Regions from separate parts of the Sus scrofa genome. Here all the other regions are linked to region 2. The links are chromatin contacts, called in public Hi-C and HiChIP or PLAC-seq maps. All regions are on one chromosome and are shown on one strand. The core of a region is the stretch at or near the end of the contact, and the rest is flanking DNA. Distances in the headings are between cores, read along the strand shown. Region 1 holds the start of ZNF565 (zinc finger protein 565). Region 2 has its middle 14 kb from the start of CAPNS1. Region 3 holds the start of SDHAF1 (succinate dehydrogenase assembly factor 1, mitochondrial).

Region 1 (2,891 bases), core at 375-2,874, 80 kb before region 2:
CATACTAGTCTAGTGCATTACTGCTAAGCCACGATGGGAAATCTTGCACACACTTCTTTATGAGAAATTCCCACTGAAAAACATTGTATATTTATTTGTTCACATCTTATGTTACCCCCGAAAGCAGTATTCTAAAGTTCTTTTCCAATAGTTTTAAACGTTTCTTAAATTTACTCCTCGATTTTTAAAAGACAGTTCGTGTAAACAGTGGTCTTCTACTATACCTTCTACCTGACTGTTGTTTATTTGAAGGCTACTGATCTACAGACACTGATTTGGTAACCAATTATTTAACTCTCTTATTATTTAAAACCTTGAAGGACAACTGTGGGTTATCCTTAATAATAGTATCTCCCTTTCTTCACAAAACCCATACAACCTGAGAACACTTCCACGCATTTAGGAGTTAGTACACCTAACTAGTTCGGATTCATGGATAAACACTGCAGCAAGTTTGTTTGTTTTTTTTTTTCCCCAAAGAACGAGGATAACTGTGTTTATCCTAGAACCCCAGACCCTTGACTTCCTAGTACTCTGCTTTCTGCGATATGTTGACACTACTTCTCAAAAGGTAACGCTGATATCTACTCTACCTAGGCTTAACAGCAGCCCTATTAAAGTTCCTCAAAGATCAGAATATTTGAGACCGTTTGAAACAGGGTCCCCATAACAAAAAGTTCCTTTGAAATATTTCTGCTTGTTTAAAAAAAAAAGCAATAAGTCACGATGATTTGCATTGTACCTAATTAATAAGAAATGTATTTTATAGAAAAGCATATTTTAAAATTAATTACCACTTGGTGCTTAACCCCCTTCCAATCTGCAAGTAAATTAGGTATTCCAGGAAGATGGCACCGTTATTATCAGCACTTTCGACAAGAGAAGTGCCGCTCGGACGTTATCTCAATGCCGGTCTCCCTCTTAGACGCAAGCCATACATACCCTGAGCCCAGTTTCTTCCTCAATGTTCTCAAACATTTAGTCTAACTTGCGGTCAAACTCAGGGTCACGCACACTCGAACCCTCCTCAGAGGCCCCCACCCCCACCCCACACGTAGACTAGAAGCTCTAAAACCCACTCCCCTTCCTCGCGCCGCACCCCAATAGATCTGGAATCCTTCCCCTCAACCTCCCCGACCCTATCGGCCCAAGACGTCCACATCCCACCTCCTATTTTCGCGCCACGTGGACCCAGGGGCCGGACTGACCCGCGGACAAAGACCAAAATGTCCACTCGGTATGCTGCGCCTGCGCACTCAGAGGGCGAGTGAGCACTCCCAGAAACCCCCGCGACGCAGCCCGCACGGTCACCGCGGCCAAGCCCAAGCTGGTGTCTGGTTACCTTCTATCAAAGCAATGCCGCTTTTCCGGCCTTGAACTACATTTCCCTTAATGCTTTGCGGGTCGACACCCAGTATCTCCTTCTGCCTTTCCTATACGAATGTTGCGGCCACGTCCTTTGATTATGAGGCTCTCAGGTCAAGTAGTCCTACCTTGGGGGGATATCAGCTCAAGCCTGGTGGACGTTTGGAGCTGGAACCCTCCTCTTTGAAGCAGTGTCATATAGGCCGAGCTCTGACTTTCTGGTTTGAGGACGCCATCATGTCTCTGGCTGGTCTGGTCCTGGACTACGTTTCCCAGAGTCCACAGCGGCCCAGCGTTACGTGTCTCTTGACGTCGTGGCGAGATCGTTTGCTCCGCCGGGACCCGGACGCGACCAAGGGGAGGCAGAAGGTGAGGGGTCTGGGAGTCTGGGGCGGGGACGGGGCGTGTCCAGAGCCTTGGGTTTGTGCGCGCTGGCGGGAACGGGCTGAGGATGCGCTATTTTGAATGTGTCTTTGTGTGTCATGGTGGTGAGTAGATTGTGTAACTGCGTTAGTGGTGTGATTGTGCCTGTGTATACGGGTGTGGAGGTGTCTATGATTGTGTAGTTGTGTCCTGTGTGTGTTAAGAGTGGATGTGTGGTTGTGTCCGTGTGACACTATTTTGTGCAGCACCAATTTTGTGGGTGTGAGGTCCCTGTGACTCTAGTGCTCTGACAAATTATAGCCCTGAACAGCGAGCATCTGTAACACCGAGATTGGGCATCTTCTGTGCCCTCCCTCCTCCTGTGTAGGACGGGTGGGCGATGACCCATTAAAACTGCCCTGGCTCCTCATGATTGCTTTTTCTTGACTCTTCTCTAAGACATACATTGAAAGGAGAAGGAAAGAACTATTGTTGAACATCCAGAAGCCAAGCTGTCCGTGCATCAAGTTTTCTTCTTCCCCTGAAACCCTTCTTTCTCTACGTGTGTTAAAAAAGCAAAACAAAAAATTCAGCCAAATAAACGTGAAAATTAATTGTCCTTATTTAACAGTTCATGAATCGGGCAGGATCCTATCTAGCAAACGGAGAGATACTCCAAGGAGATGTACAAAATCGAAAGTTTTCATAGGCAGTAGGAAAGTGGGGCAAGGAAGTTACTAGCAAAAGAAAAGAAAGCATTGTTTTAGGCCCGGTCACCTTTTAGGGGAGGGGAACGGCTAGGGTTTTATCATGCAAATTATCTCTCTGGTGCTAACCAGGAAATTCCAGATTGATTGTTTAAAGATTTAACACATTCTTGAGAAAGCCTGAAACTAGAAATAAGTCTTGGTTTGTTATTGTGGGGACAAATGACACCATTTGGGGCTTGTTATTTCCTTTCAACACGTGCTTTTCTTTCCTCCTTCTGAAACTTCTTACTTAACACAGATAAGACACCACCACCCTGCCCCGGGAGAAACTAGTGTCTGGTATTTGCCTTTGAGTAAATTTCTGAGTGCCATGAAGGTGAACTGAAGGACCCACACCCTCTTTGCTCCCTGCACACCTAATGTTCATCTACAATTTTTTAAACATTTGAATTG
Region 2 (2,708 bases), core at 103-2,602:
CTTTGTAAAAAAAAGTTTGTTAATATTGTTAACATGTAATAGTTTATTATTTTTTAAATGAATGTTTAATACTTTCAATTTCCAATGTGGTAAATCTCTACAGCTATAACCCTCATAAACAAAAACTCTTTGAGGTCCTCAATAATTTTTAAGAATGTGAAGAGGTCCTGAGTCACAAGTTTGAGAGCCTCTGGTCTAAATGTCAGCTATCATTGCAGTACCTGTAAGCTGAGGTGAAGAGTTGCCTCTTGAGTTTAGCAACAAGGAAGGGCTTTAGCAATAAAAAGACGGTTTTGTTTGTGTGGAGTTAGAAGGAGAGGGTTGCAGGGAGGACAGTATAGACAGCTCTTTCCTGAAGGGTAGCTGTGGTTTTTATATTGTATGGATCAGGCTGACAACACAATAATCCAACATTGGATCTTAACATCACAAAAAGACAACCAGATGGTACACGCCTCCTGATGGAAAAACCCAACACCACCCATAAAGTACATTTATCCTAAAATTGAACCTGGATCTGATCCAGTTTTTGGATCAACCAGTTTGTAGGATACATAGGGATAGAGAAATATATTAAAGGACAGCAAGGGCTACAACTAGCCAAATTAGATGGTTGGAAATCCCACAGGAAAATGGAGAAGAAAGGGAATTGTTGTAGAATAATAGACGTAGAGCGGTATCAGCCAAACGCTGTGCACGAACCCTATTTGGACTGATTAGAACATGACAACAGTAAAAAAACACGGAACAAACCGAGGACTTCTGAACACTGACCGTATATTAGATGATACTAAAGAATTACTGCAATTTTTGTTAGGTGTGATGAGGACCCCTTATCTTTTAGAGATACGTAAAAACAGAACCATTTCTGGATGACATGATACGTTGCCTGAAATATGATTTAAAATAAGGGGAGGGGGGAGAATAGGAGGAGAACCAGAAAAACTGAACATTAGCCACACGTTGAGAATTACTGAAGCTGGTTGATAAGTAAGAGGGGAAAAACGGCTATTTTTTTTCCCTTTAAAATGGGAGCCTTGACCCAGCTAAGAGTTGACCAGGAGCCCGAGAGAGTGGCCAGTTGAAATGCAGGAAAGCAGGAGGTAGGGAAGATGAGCTACCCGGCCCGTGGAAGGAAGCGAGATCATTGGGTTCTTTTATAGCCAAGTCAGCTCTAGCGCCCCCGACTCCAGGACACTGGCTCTCACTTTCTGATTCAGCCGTGACCCGTTCGCCCGGCCTCCCCGCGCCTGCGCACGCCTGCCCTCTGCGGGGGAGCCAAACCCCTTGACCCCACAGTTCCCCCAGAGGAAGGCAGTTAAAACGTCCACTTTTATTTACACTTGACCTAGGGGAGAATGAGGGTGTCGCATAGTTTCCTGGGAAATGTAGTTCGCGGGTCAAGCTGGGCGACTCCGCCCAACTCCAGCGAAACCACGCGTCTCACAAGGCACCGCGCGCGGCGCTCGGAGCGGTGCGCTGCTGCCCTCACGTGGCAGCCTAGTGTCCGGGGTAGTGGGAAGGCGAGGGGTCTGAGGCTGCAGGGACCTCGGAGACTAGTTCTGTCCTAGGAACCCCTTTCCTAGAGGGTGGCCCAGACTTAGGCCAGTAAAGATGGGAGGGGGGAAGGGAAAACGGTGAAGACATTGGGGACAGGACCTGCTGTGAGGATTAAATGAAGGCAGCAACTGTTGACTGTACAAAGGGTGTCTTTTCTTTGCCGTTTCTTGGGCCGCTCCCGAGGCATATGGAGGTTCCCAGGCTAGGGGTCGAATCGGAACTGTGCTGCCGGCCTCCGCCAGAGCCACAGCAACTGGGGATCCGAGCCGCGTCTGCAACCTACACTACAGCTCACGGCAACGCCGGATCGTCAACCTACTGAGCAAGGGCAGGGATCGAACCCGCAACCTCCTGGTTCCTAGTCGGATTCGTTAACCACTGCGCCACGACGGGAACTCCTACATAGGGTGTTTTTATACCTACAATTAATACAGTGTTTCTTGTGTGCCTGGCTCTGAATTTAAGTGCTTTACATGTATTAGCTTATTAAATGCTCACAACAGTCATTTGGAGTAGGTACTACTTTTTTTTTCTTTCTTTTTTTTTTTTTGTTCTTTTTACAGTCACACCTGCAGCATATGAAATTTCCTGGGGCAGAAGTTAAATTGGAGCTACAGCTGCAGCTGCAGGCTTTTCGCCACAGATCTTTAAACTACTGAATGAGGCCAGGGATCAAACTGCATCCTCATGGACACTGTTGGGTTCTTAACCTGCTGAGCCACAATGGGAACTATAATCCAGGTAACTATTATTGGCCCCAATTAATAGAAATGAAGCTGAAACCCAGAGAGAAGGAATACTTGTTCAGTGCCCCAGCTGGTGAGTGGTAGAGCTGGGGTTTGACCTAGGTTGTCTGCCTCCTCCTAAGGTTATACCACCTCTTAACCCATTGCATTATCCCAAGTTTGTAACCAGTACAGGAATGAAATCTAGTGGGCTGTTAGTGTGTTGTATTAGCAGTTTAGCCCAGCTCTTGGACAAGGGTTGCATTCAGCCTGAATTTATGTTTAGCACTGGGATCTAGTTTCCGATCAGCATGAATCACCAAACGGATGACTTCAGGCCTACAAAGCCCTGTCCACTTTTGTTCACTTAACTCCTAGTTACATCTCCTCCATCCCACCCCTTTCCTCACACCAGCACCACCT
Region 3 (3,146 bases), core at 454-2,953, 120 kb after region 2:
TCCTCTCCCCATAGGTCAGGGCTTGGTGTGTGTAGGGGGGACCTCTTCAAAAACCCAAACACATCAAATCTTTAAGATCATCAACAGGGAAGTAAGCACATCCCCCATTTTATTCCCTTTGTCCAGTGGCCCTGAGCAAGGAAAGGAGCAAGAGTTGGGGGTCCCCTCAGAACCATGACGTAGAGGTCTCGACGGGGGTCTTTAGTTGATTAACTGGGGTGAAAGACCCCTAGCCCCTTCCTCACTGGTCCCAGTCTGTAACAACGGGGGAAAGATTTTTCTTAAGGAGGATTCCAGGCTTTTCACCGTCCACCAGGACATCTTCCCAAACTCCTCAGCAAAAAGTCTGCTCTTCTAAGAGTTAAATCCAGGAGAGTCTCCTTGAGGAACCAGGAGTGATACGTTCTCAGGCGTCAAGAGAAGGCGTCTCGGTCTTTTTCCGTCCAACAGCGGGGAGTCCCGGCTCCCCAGGCCTTGGGATAAATAGCTCTCAGCCTGACAGTCCAGTCAGCGGGCGACCCAGGCCGCCCCGAGCCGTGAGCAGGCAAGGTCAGGCATCTCTCGCCATCTGACCCGTTGCCAGGAGGGCTCTGCAACTCCCCCAATTTGTCGATCCAGTCTCTCAAGCCCTTTCACTTTCCATCAAGCGTGTTTCCTGGGCCTCCCAGGCAGTCAGGCGGGCCCCCCAGTTCCCCTGAGCCATCGAGCGAGCCCTTTAGCCGGTCACCGTTCACTGGACGGGGTACCCGGTGCCCCCATGCTGTCCAGCGGTCTCTTCGGACCTTCACCAGGCGGGGTCCCTGGGGCCTCGGCGCCGCAGGACTCCTCGGTCGGGTCACGCGTACGCACGAAGGCGCCCATGGCCGTGGCGTGGCCTGAGCGCAGCAGCTGGAGCTGCCGCCGCCCGCGGCGGTAAAGGTACTCGATACGCAGTACGTCAGAGCGTGGCAGGCAGGCGTGCTGCCGGAACTCGGCCCGCACGCGCGCCTCGGCCCCTGGCTTCCCACGCCCGGCGCGCAGCAGTTCGCGGTACAGGCTCAGAACTTGCCTCTGGAGCCGGCTATGTCGGCTCATGGTAGCAGCTGGGTCCAGGGCGCACGCCGCGAAACCCCACCAAGCGGCGCCTCAGCGCACTCGGGAGACGCGGCAGAGCTCGGCAAAGAGCACTTCCGGCGCCCGCCTCCTGCTTTACGGCGCCGTCGCGCCCCATTGGCTGTCGCAGCTGTTAGGTCACAATGCTGTGAGTAAGGGGCGGAGCTGCTGACCCCAAGGGAGAATCATGTCCTTGAAGGGACGGTAGTTCTGAGGGCCCGGAGCAGGAGCGCAGTAGGCGCTCAGACTCTTAGGTTTGGGGTCAGAAGGGAGCAGGGGATCCTGACTTACTCTTGGGTCCTGCGAGAGGAGAGATCTGGAGGTCGGGACTCGTGTGTCCCCCCAGGGCGCGAAGGGGCACTGGGAGAGAGAAGACAGGCACAGGCATGGTTTAGTCCTCATTTATTAAAGCAATCTCGGGAAGTTCCGGGCGTTCCCACCCCCAAAGCGGGTGTACGTCGAGGACCCCAACCCTAGGAACGCGAGAGGCTCGGGGTCACGCGATGAAGTGTTGGGTCACAGCTGGCGGGACAAGCCTCCCGGTGCTGTGGGAAGACGAGCATAGGGAGATGATATAGGTTGCAAGCCTCCAAAGGTGGGGCTGGGAGTTGGGCTGCTAGCGCCCTCTGCCGATGCGAGTCGGTTCCCGGGGTAGGAGAGGGAGGGACCTCCCCAGCTATTATAGCCCGGAGTCCAGCCTGCCTGAAACCCGTCGAATAGGCTGCCCGAAATTCCGTTGTACGCCCCACAGGCTACTTGGAGGCGTCCTGGTAGCTCTGGGAGGCCTGCAAGGCCACGGCCCCCTAGGGCCCTACCAGCACCCTGAGCGTGGAGGACTACTGGACAATAACCAGAGCCCTATGCCCAGCGTGCGACCACCTCCTGCACACCAGCTACTCGAACTGCACAGCACGAGGCGTGGGTTCCGCCAGAAGGGAGGCGGGTCGGGGGCGGGAATGAGGGCCGGAGTCCAGGAGTAGCACAAGGGAAGATCTGAAACCCACTGTGAATCCCTCTGGTGTCACTATCAGAAATACATACCCAGGTCTTTGCTAAAGGAATAAGGCTGGGATTTGCTTTTAAAATCCTCCAGCACAAACAAAAAGAGTGGGAGGAGACGATGAAAGCAAGCATGGCAAAATATTTGTAACTGTAATGGCGTTTCATAACACTAGTCTCTCCTTTTGTGATGCTTGGAATTTTCCATAATAAACACTTTCTTAGGAGAGCTTTAGAGAAAAAAAAAAAAAAAGCCTCTGGAACCTATCACATCTCTCTCACCTGTGTCTTCATAATCTAATATCTGTTTACCGAGCACATATTCAAGGCCAGGCACTGTTCCAAGCGCTTTAATATTTCATTTATAAGATTATGTATGACAGTATTGTTAATAAAATATGCAATATGATGCAATTGATATTTTAATATGCTGTCACCTAATTTGTTTTATGTAATATGTTTATTTGAAAACAGTGAATATTTAAAATAGTTTATTAAACATTTCAATTTTTTTTTTTTTTTTTTGTCTTTTTAGGACTGCACCCGTGGCATATGGAGGTTCCCAGGCTAGGGGTCAAATCGGAGCTGTAGCCACCGGTCTACGCCACAGCAACACCAGATCCGAGCCACATCTGTGACCTATACCACAGCTCACAGCTACACCCAATACGTAACCCACTGAGTGAGGCCAGGGATCAAACCCACAACCTCATGCTTCCTACGCAGATTAGTTTCTGCTGCGCCACCATGAGAACTCTGAGGTGATGCTGTTTCTCATCACAGGATTTCAGGTTTGTTTTCCCCTTCCTTATGACTACTGTCCATTTTGCTTGCTCAGATCCCAATTCTCCTGCTGCTCTCCTGCTTCCAAGTTCCTTGAGGAGCCACGCTTCCTCCACCCTGGCATCTCTCCCTGCTGGATTTGTGCTTCAGGGAGGTAGGGGAGACTCTGTGCCCTCCCACCCAGGGCTAGAGACCTCTCTTACAGGGATGTAACATCCGTTGTGGCAGCAGCCACAGTGGTCCTGGGACACACAGGGTCACCCTCCCAGCCC

The links. A called contact is a pair of places that touch in the nucleus more often than the background predicts. HiChIP or PLAC-seq counts read pairs in DNA pulled down with a chosen protein or histone mark.
Region 1: a contact with region 2 is called in a Hi-C map of embryonic fibroblasts, with 1.8 times the contacts expected there. The contact joins the promoter of ZNF565 here to the enhancer-like site in region 2. A contact is called at or near these places in 1 of 5 promoter capture datasets (liver) and 4 of 47 Hi-C or Micro-C datasets (alveolar macrophages, embryonic fibroblasts and liver).
Region 3: a contact with region 2 is called in an H3K27ac HiChIP or PLAC-seq map of alveolar macrophages. The contact joins the promoter of SDHAF1 here to the enhancer-like site in region 2. A contact is called at or near these places in 2 of 5 promoter capture datasets (fetal liver and liver), 3 of 47 Hi-C or Micro-C datasets (embryonic fibroblasts, retroperitoneal adipose tissue and skeletal muscle) and 2 of 2 datasets of contacts at active chromatin or transcription factors (alveolar macrophages and skeletal muscle).

What each region holds. Positions count from the first base shown.
Region 1 is chr6:45,575,699-45,578,589 of Sscrofa11.1, reverse strand. ZNF565 (zinc finger protein 565) reads left to right here and starts at 1,624. Exons shown (of 6, transcript XM_021097171.1): 1 at 1,624-1,734. ZNF146 (zinc finger protein OZF) reads right to left here. Exons shown (of 7, transcript XR_002345320.1): 5 at 1,494-2,286.
Region 2 is chr6:45,495,900-45,498,607 of Sscrofa11.1, reverse strand. No RefSeq gene overlaps it. Among named protein-coding and RNA genes, the nearest start is that of CAPNS1, 14 kb to the left of the region's middle. Within about 2 kb of position 1,352, at least 54 of the 83 cell types and tissues checked have an H3K27ac peak or open chromatin away from gene starts, as enhancers often do. A contact at or near this core is called in alveolar macrophages, embryonic fibroblasts, fetal liver and 3 more, where this site is marked.
Region 3 is chr6:45,373,271-45,376,416 of Sscrofa11.1, reverse strand. SDHAF1 (succinate dehydrogenase assembly factor 1, mitochondrial) reads right to left here and starts at 1,703. Exons shown (of 1, transcript XM_013998366.2): 1 at 71-1,703. The coding sequence starts at 1,074. The coding sequence ends at 724.